Linked DNA regions of Mus musculus: region 1 is linked to region 2. Evidence: chromatin contacts called from public promoter capture Hi-C data. All regions are on one chromosome and are shown on one strand. Each heading gives the region's core, a stretch centred on a gene start, on an enhancer-like site or on the middle of the called end of the contact. The rest is flanking DNA. Distances are from core to core; before and after follow the strand shown.

Region 1 (5,195 bases), core at 1,577-4,076, 230 kb before region 2:
ATGGCACTCCGGCACTCCGGGGTGGAAACACCTGCATTCTTCACACTGACTCGGTGGCCTCCCTGTGGAGTCTTCCCACCATCCCTCCAGCCCCAGCCTATTCCCTTATCCATCCTTCGCCTCCAGGACAGTCAGCACAAACTTGAACTCTAGGCCTTTCACCCTGGGACTGAAGCTGATTGTGTGAAGTCAGCCTTCCTTACCTCAGGAGTCCTTTAATGACAGGGCCCTTGGACTTGGCCATTCCCTTGAAGCTTTGCCTCGGGGATCGCCACTCAGTGATCTCCTGCTGATGCGTGTGGCCTCACGGGGGTCATCTAACCTGCCTGGCCCTCCAGACCATCTACAGAACAATCTTTACCATGTCTCATGCCTAGAGTAGATGACACTGGGAACAAAGGATTATAGTGTCGGGAGAAAAAACTTGGAGTCCTGGTGTATGTTCTGAGCTTGGTCAGGTCTTTTCATTGCTTATGGTGGTTCCGAAAGGCAGTACTGTTGATGGACTCGTTGGCAAGTGTAGAAACCGAGACCCAGAGACTTCACAGATTCATTGGTGGGTGGTTACACATGGTTACTGGCCAGAAGCAGCAAGGCCAGGGTCTGATGCAGGGAGTTCTGGTTCTTAGCATTCCGTCTTAGCTATATGTCCAAGCCTACCTGTGCCTCAGTTATACACAGGACTTCAGCAACCCTCCCTGACCCCTCCTGGCCTCTTCTTGCTGTATGCCCCAGCATTTCCTTATGGGATAAAGGTCTCTGGGAGAAAGGACTGTATGGAGGACTCCCAGTTTGGGAGTCCCAGCCCAGACCCTAAGCCTCTATCCCATGCCAAAAGCTTTTGTCCAGTTGCACCATCTGTCTTGGGCTTTTGACAACATCTGGATGAACCTTCCTAGTGGACTCCAGGCAAGGAGAGGGACTGGGAGCCAGGTTTACATCTGGCTTGGATTCAACCAGATCTTAACATCTGGACAGATGTTCTCAAAGCAGGGGAGCTCTTTCACACTGTCCTGTGTATTTCTGGAGCCTTGCTACTGGGTCAGGTGGGAAGGCCACAGTCAGGATATGATGTCCGCTCCTTTCCTGGAGCCAGCAAAGGACGTGTGGCTTTGGGGCGGAAACATGATCAAGATCAGAGAACTCGGGCTGGAGAGATGGCTCAGTGGTTAAGAGCACTGACTGCTCTTCTGAAGGTCCTGAGTTCAATTCCCAGCAACCATGTGGTGGCTCACAACCATCTGTAATGGGATGTGATGCCCTCTTCTGGTGTGTCTGAAGATAGCTACAGTGTAGTCACATACATAAAATAAATAAATCTTTAAAAAAAAAAAAAGCAAGATCAGAGAACTCTGGCATAAAGGGGTTTTTCATAGGGCGGACAGTGGCTAGCAGGTATTCCTGCCTGCTGTTTTATTTGTATCAGGCTGTTGGTTAGGCGCACAGAGTGAGAGGAGGAACTGCCATGTTCCTAGGCAATCAACCAAGGATTTAGGTATAGTGGTCAAGTGAGGATGTTGTGAAGGAACCCAGGTTCTAGTCCTATGTCTGCCATTCACCGGTTCTGTGGGCCTAAGCTTCAGTTCATTCCTTCCTTCCTTCCTTCCTTCCTTCCTTCCTTCCTTCCTTCCTTCCTTCCTTCCTTCCTTCCTCTCAGCTTCACCGCCTTTCTCCTCTCTCCTTCTATTTTGCCCTCAAAACAAAATGTCTCTTTCAAACTGCTTTCTAGCTGGCTGTCCTTCTGCCTCCACTTCCCAAGTGCTAGGTGTACACTGCACCCACTCAGCCTGTTTCTATCCTTGCACATCAGGGAAATTTGGCTAGTTGATCCAGGAGGTAACTGTACTCTCTGGGGAAAGGGCTCAGCTGTGGGATAGCCTGGACTACCTGGTTAAAACACCGGCTACATTTCCCCTAAGTCCATGGCCTTGAGCAGGTTACCCAACCCAAGCTGTCACCGAGCTCTGCCTCTGTTGTGGAGACGACCTCTGAGCCGTGAGGCAATCCATTGGAGGCGTAGGAACTGGCAGTTTCTTTCCCAGTTATCGACTTCAGTGACTCTTTGCCCCACACAGTGACAGAGGACTTCCTTCCGTGCCCAGGCAGCAGTTTCTCAGTGTTGGTTGCATCTGGTGGTTGTCATTGCTATTAGTATCTAGTTGAGAAACAGGGAAGGAACTATAAAGCGGGTCTTGTCTATCTGTCTCTGTCTGTCTGTCTGTCTGTCTGACTGACTGTGTCTCTGTGTGTGCACACAAGTAGGTGTATGTGCAGATGCACTTGAGCATTCGAGTGCATGTGAACATACATGCATCTGCATGTGTGGAGGAGGCCAGTGGTCACCCTCAGGTATCATTGCTCACCACATATTTTGAGATAGTCTCTCACTGGGACCTGGTGTCCATGGATTAGACTAACCTGGCTAGCCAGTAAGTTCTAGGGATCTTCCTGCCTCTGCATCCCCAATGCCAGTATCACAAGCATGCTCCACCACAACTGTTGTTGTTGTTGTTGTTGTTGTTGTTGTTGTTGTTGTTGTTGTTGTTGTTTTAACCTGGGTGCTGGTAATTGGACTCAGGTCCTCATGCTTGTGTGACAAGCACTTTATCCACTGAACCATCTCTTCAACTCCTCAAGCAGAGCTCTTCCAGCCTCGTCTGGTTCTAAACGCTTAATGCCTTCCACTCCTTGGGGTGGGCAGAGGGTATCTCCGTTCACTGAGCCCCTCGGCAGCCCTGAGAACACTGGGTACTTACTTAGTTCATGTGTCACTGAGAAGACAGCAGTCTCCAGATAGGATTCCCACAAGGCTCAGAGCTGCAGATACCAGTGAGGTGGACTTTGGATCTTGCCCGAGGCTCCTCCCAGGTACTGCCTGACTCAGACTCCTGGAGTGGGAGATCTTATGTGGAACCCACCTGACAGAACTGTGCCTAGCCAGAATGGGATCAGCCACCAGCAGCAGGTCACCCTCCAGTGTCCCCTCGGCCGACCCAAGTTGATGGAGGATCAGATGGCCCAGGCTGGCAGGATAAGGAGATGCCAGCACGGTGACCCAAGAAGGGATTTCCTGTCTAGAGGAAGTGGTGTTAAGCCGAGCTGACTCACCTTCCTTCCAAGGCTCTGGGATGAGGAGCCTCAGGGAACTTTTCTCCCCAGCTGGGCCTCAATTTCTCTTTTCTAGGCTATTACCCTTCACATGCCCGTCCCCAGTTGTTGCATTTAAAGTAAGTCATTATATAAATCCGTCTCTAGTAAAGGCAGTCAGGGAGACCCCTTGTAGAGTTACAGTATTGGTGAAATCTGTTAGAAGATTATTAACAGGGCAGTGGTGGCTCACGCCTTTAATCCCACCACTCAGGAGGCAGAGGCAGCAGATCTCTGCGTTTGAGGCCAGCCTGGTCTACATAGTGAGTTCCAGGACAGCCAGGGCTACATAGAAAAACCTTGTCTCAGACAAAACAAAAACAATAAGAAAATGGGCTGCTCTTGTCACGGATCATCCCTGACATTTGCTGGTCACGACAGCAATGACAATAACCTCTGTTTACAGTGCTGAATACTCACACCCCTCCGGGTCATCAGCTCCACCCAAGTGTGCCAGGGACATGAGCTGTCTGTCCCCTGTCACAGGGAGGCTTGAGAAAGCCTGGGACGGCTAACACATGTGGCCTAAAGGTGGAACCATCAGCACCTCCCTGTATCTAGAACCCTGGGGAACACTCTGACCCCGTTCTCCAAACACTTGGACCCTAGCCGTTGTTCAGTAAGGCCTGGATGAAGGGGGCTGCCGACGAGACAGCCCAGGGTACAAGTGCAGGGCCATGAAAATCCTAGGATTACATTGTCTGGTGTCAGGGTAGAGCTGTGGGCATAGGGACCAGGAAGGTTCCCAGCCATACTTGCTGAGCCCAGGTGTGTCGTGTGTGTGTGTGTGTGTGTGTGTGTGTGTGTGTGTGTCCCCGCCTGCAGAAGGGCTCTTCCCACATTGAGACCCCTTCTGAGACTTACTAAGTTCCTTCTCCCCAGGAGAGTTAGGCAGGCACTGTGGTTGGTGAGATAGAGATTGGGGTTGGGGTATGCAGGATGCAGGCAGATGCAGCTGAGGGTTCTCACTGCCATCAGACAGCAAAAGGTGCCTGAGGCTCTGCCCCTCTTCCTGCCCCAGCCTCCCTCTTGCATCCTGTGATTCCGAATAGGAAGGAAACCATTGGCCTGCTGGTCACACCATGAGTTATCCCCACAGGGAAAGGGGAAATGGAGAGGGAAGGGGAAAGGTGAGCCATTCCAGTCTTGGAAGGCAGCAACAGCTGCAGCCGGCTGCCTTTGTCCCCACAGTCCCTAATGGAGGTGGGGGGCTAGGGGCCAGGCTGACTGCAGAATGCCCAGGGGTTTTCTGACCCCCCCCCCAAGAGCTACAGAGTAACAAAGTCTGAGAAAGCTCTGGAATGTGTGCTTGTAAACATGTATGTAGTCCCTCCTCTCCCCACAGTGCTCTGGCTTAAGGACACTGGGGTCCTCACTGAGGGGAGGCCTTGGTGATAGACAAGAACCAAAAACAGGTGCAGGCTTCCTTGAGATTAAGGTCTGTCCGGTCAAAGGGTTCTTTTGGAAAACCTCTCCCGGTGGGTGGTTGACTTTGTCAGTTTTCCAGAAAGCTGTGGAAACCCTGGAGGTGTGATCTCTGAAGTCACGGGTGTGAATGGAAAAGATAAGCGGTTTCTTGGTTATCTGAGGAAGGAGGTGTCTGGAGGGGCAGGCCCTGGTACAGTGTCCAGGCCTGTCCTCTCCAGGGCTGGTCCGGGGCCTTTCCTTCCCGCTGGTCTCCATCCTCCTACCCCTCCCTTTCAGGACGTGAAGATCTTCCGAGCCCTGATCCTCGGGGAGCTGGAGAAGGGGCAGAGTCAGTTCCAGGCACTTTGCTTTGTCACAAGGCTGCACCACAATGACATCATCCCCAGTGAGGCCATGGCCAAGCTCCGGCAGGTGAGTGCCCACCCCAGAGCCCCAACCCTGCAGTCACCCTGTCCTCATTCAGGCAGCCCCCTCCCCCACTCTTCCTCCCCGCCTTCTCTTAACATTCACTCACCATGGAAGGTCCGGATTCCCTGATTTTGCTCCCGATCAAACTGACTACAGAGCCCCAGATCTCTACTCTGTACCGCGGCCCAACTCTCAGGTCACCCCGAGCTACT
Region 2 (5,043 bases), core at 487-2,986:
AGAAATCCTGATAGAAAGAAGTGTATCTTAAAATAGTTGCTTCAGTTCTACTGCAGGAACTACTGATTATTACTGATTGTTGTTGAGAGTTTAAGACTCAAAAACTCAACATAACATCCAGTACTTTTTCATCGGCAGTGTACTGCTGAGGGATTTAACAGTTAGCTAAGAACATTACTGATAATCACGTGGTCTGTAGGATGAGCCGCTCAGATTCAGACATGAACATCATACTTATGTGAGTCAAGTTTTCCTATATAATAGACGCATAGCTTAGGTTTACTTGTATCATTTCAGGTAATGCATAACTGATTATATTGACCAGCGTTTATAGTAAGCTGATGTCAGATAGTTACGTGGAGTGGTACCGAAGCATTTATTTTGCTGCCCGATAAAATGGCTAGTTCTTTGTTCACAGCAGAACTTTGGGGAAAGAGTTTATTTCCATGTCTAAGCAATAGACAGGGCTGTGTCACTTGGACGGGCAAGAACAGCTGGATTAGCAAACACCTTTAGGATAAACCTACACACCTTCCTCAGTCTGCCCCGGAAGCCTGCGGGGCAGCTCTGACTCTGCTTGTGTTGTTTCAGCACCTGAAGGTTCCAGTTCCTGAGGAAATCTCCGTGGATCTAGGTAAGTTTGAAGCACCCGAGTCCCTGAAGATTAGTGTCTCCATCAAACTGTGGCTCGCCTCAGATCCGCTGTTTTATGTTAGTTTAGTCAGGCTACTTTAACCATGTGACTCACAGCTGAAAGAGAGTCTACTACACTGAGAGGATGAAAGGATGAGAGCTGGCTTCTGACAGGAAGTGCAGTAACTGCACTGAGTAAGTTCTCTGGTGTAGTAAGTTCAGTGTGGATGTGCAATGTCACTGTGCTGCCAGTGTCAGGCTGCATAGACCATCTCTTTAGATCACTTAATTCCTCTTCTTTGTGCAGAAAAGAGAAGACCTGAGCTTATTCCTGAGGATCTGCATCGCCTCTACATTCAGACAATGCAGGAGAGAGTCCACCCTGAAGTTCAGAGGCACTTGGAGGATTTCCGGTAAGCTGGGGTTAGAGAAAACTTGGTGTGCTCATTGTGAGTTATTTGGCTTATATTTTTAAATAGGAAAAAGCTACATATGTAAACCATATGACCTTAGCCCTGTCGTTAAACATAGTGGGCATCTGAAGTCAGAGGGTGGATGAGAGTCCATAGTCTCCATTCAGGCCCTTTCAGCATGGAGGTGGCTCAGTGCAGCATCTTGACCCTCAACTTGTTAGGTCAAAGTAGGAAACAGGACATCCTGCCTGTCCATAGTCAGTTGTAGGTAGGGCTGTCTAGACACCTAGAGGGAGATAGTTTGCTCTCTGCTGAGATATTTTTTCCTAACTCTTTTAGACAGAAACGCAGCATGGGGCTGACCTTGGCTGAGAGTGAGCTGACTAAACTTGATGCAGAGAGAGACAAGGACCGGGGAACTCTGGAGAAGGAGCGAGCATGTGCGGAACAGATCGTTACCAAAATTGAAGAAGTGTTGTAAGTCAGAACGGCATGCAGAAATGCTGCTTTTGCTTGGAGCCCTCTTTAAGCAGATCTGGTGGAGCAGTCAGGTTGCAATGTGTAGAATTATTCGTCCTGACACTGGAAATGGAATTTTTTTCCTTTTGAAAGTTCTTGCCTTCTCCGTTCTGAGTGTTGGTTAATGAGTAACTCCAAGACTTGTAGTCAGTGATAAGCGCTGGTGACCACTTTCACTGCATGACTTAAGGCCTTGGGCAGTACTTGCTGCTGTGGAACACACTCATCTAATGACGCAGCTGTGAAATGGTGGGGGTCCTTTGTGGAGTAGAGTTGCTTGAGTATTTTATCCTTGATGTACACGGGACCCTAATCATTTAGTTCTTTTCTGTTGTTTCAGGTGTCTAAGCTTAAATAGCAAATCTCTGATTAAATGTATATGTTTCTTTGATCTTTTTGATGGCACCTTGGATTGAACCCAGGGCCTTGAACTGTGTTGTGTGACTTACAGATAGATCACTTCCAAATGTATCACTGACTTATAGATAGACCATCTGCAATTGTATGTATTTCACCTTAAAATATTCCTATTTTTAGGATGACTGCTCAGGCTGTAGAAGAAGAAAGGAGGTAATATAATGTTCCCTACCCCAACTAGAGCTAGGTTCTCTCTCTGCTCTAAAATGTCTGTTTCTTTAAACTTCATATGTAGACTGTAGGCTCCCTCTGGTGGCCTGTTTTTTATTTGGTTTGTAACTCTAGTGTCATGTGGATAGAATTGGTTTGTGTACTTTTTTTTTTTTTTTTAAAGTTTCTGCCTTGATTAATTTCCATCATTGGGCCTCTAGAAATCACTTGATCTCTTTATTCTGACCATCCTTCTCACATCAGAATTCTTACAGTATTCAATCGTTTCTCCTCCAGTTCCACAATGCAGTATGTAATTCTCATGTATATGAAGTATTTGGGAGTAAAAGTGAAAGAACCTCGAAACTTGGAGCACAAGCGGGGTCGGATCGGCTTCCTTCCAAAGATCAAGGTGCGGCTGGGGCAATAGCACAGGGGCTACCTTGCCATTCTGCACATTTGCGGACAGTGATTCCTTCCCAGCGTTTACTAAGGCAGCACATCAGCACTGAGCATCGTGATAGGTCTAACTTGGTCTCTCTTGCCAAGAAACTATCTAGTGAGAAATCCACACATAGAAAAGCTTATTATTAGGTAAGGTAACGTTTATATGCCTGCCGCCTGCAAACCAGTACCTTAGACTGTCACTTCAGGGCACCTGTCTCAGTAATTATTAGGTTTTATTTAGTGTTTCTTAGAGTGTAAAGGTGTGTCCCTAGTTTTTAGCACGGTGCTTTCACATACTATGAAAATGTTGAATGGGTGAATGATGCTGTAAAACAGCAAATGTTTGTCAGCAAGCTGCTGGTAAAATTGGCTTTTTACTTTCTAAGAGCATTATTTGTGTTGAAAGCTGAGCTTGGTAGTGCAGGCCTGCATCAACAGCACTTGGGAGTTACAAGCAGGAAGATCCAGAGGTCATGGTCACCCTTGTCTATATAGTGGGCTTAAGGGCAGCCAGGACTACATCAGATGTTGTCTCACACCAAAAATGCAAAAGCAGAAAATAAGGCATGCTGAGCTGGAGGTTCACACGCAGCTCGGCTCCATGGGCGCCGTGGTTCTTTTCTGAGTATCGTGCCATTTCCTTTCAGCTGGCCATTAGAGTCACATTGCTGTATTTGAAAACAACAACAAGACCTACTATTCCATGTCTCTTATCTTACTGTAATTGTACCTTGAATTTAGCAAAGCATGAAGAAAGATAGAGAGGGCGAAGAAAAAGGGAAGCGAAGAGGATTCCCCAGCATTTTGGGACCCCCAAGAAGACCAAGCCGCCACGACAACAGTGCAAGTACGTTGAAGCTCGAGGTGCTGTTCTTGCTGCCTTTCCTCAGAAGCCTGTTTGGTCGGGAATGTGTTGCTGGAGGCAGCTGCTCTGCAGCTGCTGTTGCTGATGCTGCACTCTGCCTTGTTTCCCCTAGTGCTGTTCTGAACAAAGCTCACCTACGGTGCTGTATTAACTGATGTGAACATCTTCATCAGTGACGTGTGCCATCCCATGCCTGCCACGGCTTCTTATCTTTGATTTTTATCTTATTCAATTTAAAAAAAAAAAAAAAAAAAGCTTTGGGCCAGGGAGCTAGCTCAGTTGGTAAAGCTCTTAAAAGAGACATTCAATCTGCTGTAGAGCCCATGTTGAGGAAGAATGCCGAATGTAGTAGCTGGAATCTGGGAAGCCAGAGACAGGTGGATCCCTGGCCTGCTAGCCTGACCTACGTACTGAGTTCCAGGTGAGAAGAGGCTGGACTTAAAAAAGAATGTGGACTTTGACTGAGGAATGGAAATAGTACTCAGAGTTGTCTCATTCAGACCTGCACACCACACGCACACATACACACATGCATGCACACCCCTGGTCATCGATCACTCCACCATGACTTGTCTAGTCCCTTTGTACTTACTGTTACTTACTTTCTGCGTATTTCTGTGGTTTCCATGTGTCCACTGTGCTTTTTCTGACAGCCTGTCAACCCCATCTGCAGAGCGAGGTCAGACCACCAGACAGTGTGGCAGCAGAGACAGATGTGGTACTAGGAAGGTAGCCAGCCTGTGCTGGGCTTCTCACCTGAGGTTCTGGCATAATGGGGTGACAGTTTGGTTGGAGAGCAGTGATGCTGCGTCTCCAGGACATGGGGAGTCCTGCAAGTGCCAGGCAGAGGCAATCTGCGAAGAAGGAGAAGATGGACTTAGATTCGGGCTGTCCAGAGCCATGTGAGGATGCATAAGGTAGCAGAGGATGACCCGAAAGAATCTGATGTGAGCAAGAGTAAGGAGGAGGGCAGTCTTTGGTACAGCGGAGATATTGTGAATATATAGGGAAAGGTGGAGAGGGATAACACTCACAGATAGAGGCTGCATCTTTAATTTTTCAGGAGATAAAACTGTCTCCCAGCATTCCCTCTGCCTCCACGGCCACTGCTCTTGCCAGCTTCTCCTTCTATGTTCTTTCTTCTGCTCCATCCCTCTTAACTTTCCTTATCTGCTCTCTCCTTCCTTACCCCAACCCCATTTATTTCCCTCCTGTACAGCCGCTCTGCAACACATGCTTCTGACCATTGCTTTCTGTTCAGTTGGCAGGGCCATGGAGATACAGAAGTCACGCCACCCGAAGCACTTATCCACTCCCTCGTCTGTGAGTCCTGAGCCTCAGGACCCTGCCAAGTTGCGCCAGAGTGGAGTAGCCAATGAAGGAACAGACACTGGATACCTGCCCGCCAGTTCCATGTCCTCTGCCACCTCAGGGACTGCTCTTTCCCAAGAGGGAGGGAGAGAGAATGATACAGGTGAGTCATTCATTAGAGTAAACAGTGGAAAAATGGAAGATTTTAATTACAAATGAATCCCAGTTTAGTTTGATTTAAATATTGTAGTATTCTACAGTTCACAATAGAAATATGTTGAATGATAG

Evidence for each region. Capture Hi-C pulls out chosen DNA fragments and counts their contacts.
Region 1: a promoter capture Hi-C map of liver shows a contact between it and region 2. The contact joins two enhancer-like sites. A contact is called at or near these places in 21 of 39 promoter capture datasets (the 3T3-L1 cell line, 3T3-L1-derived adipocytes, the C10 cell line and 14 more), 5 of 15 datasets of contacts at CTCF or cohesin (the NIH/3T3 cell line, hippocampal excitatory neurons, pro-B cells and 1 more), 154 of 484 Hi-C or Micro-C datasets (the 3T3-L1 cell line, 3T3-L1-derived adipocytes, the AML12 cell line and 80 more), 19 of 115 datasets of contacts at active chromatin or transcription factors (the NIH/3T3 cell line, astrocytes, bone marrow-derived dendritic cells and 10 more) and 4 of 9 other capture datasets (adipose tissue, embryonic stem cells, liver and 1 more).

The regions. Positions count from the first base shown.
Region 1 is chr9:43,224,667-43,229,861 of GRCm38.p6, reverse strand. Oaf (out at first homolog) reads left to right here. Exons shown (of 4, transcript NM_178644.3): 2 at 4,852-4,986. Among named protein-coding and RNA genes, the nearest start is that of Oaf, 13 kb to the left of the region's middle. Within about 2 kb of position 2,826, at least 67 of the 459 cell types and tissues checked have an H3K27ac peak or open chromatin away from gene starts, as enhancers often do. A contact at or near this core is called in the AML12 cell line and liver, where this site is marked.
Region 2 is chr9:42,997,449-43,002,491 of GRCm38.p6, reverse strand. It overlaps Arhgef12 (Rho guanine nucleotide exchange factor (GEF) 12), which reads left to right. Exons shown (of 41, transcript NM_001359232.1): 16 at 592-634; 17 at 941-1,046; 18 at 1,386-1,523; 19 at 2,103-2,135; 20 at 2,430-2,544; 21 at 3,321-3,426; 22 at 4,706-4,918. Among named protein-coding and RNA genes, the nearest start is that of Gm36648, 52 kb to the right of the region's middle. Within about 2 kb of position 1,736, at least 15 of the 459 cell types and tissues checked have an H3K27ac peak or open chromatin away from gene starts, as enhancers often do. A contact at or near this core is called in the AML12 cell line and liver, where this site is marked.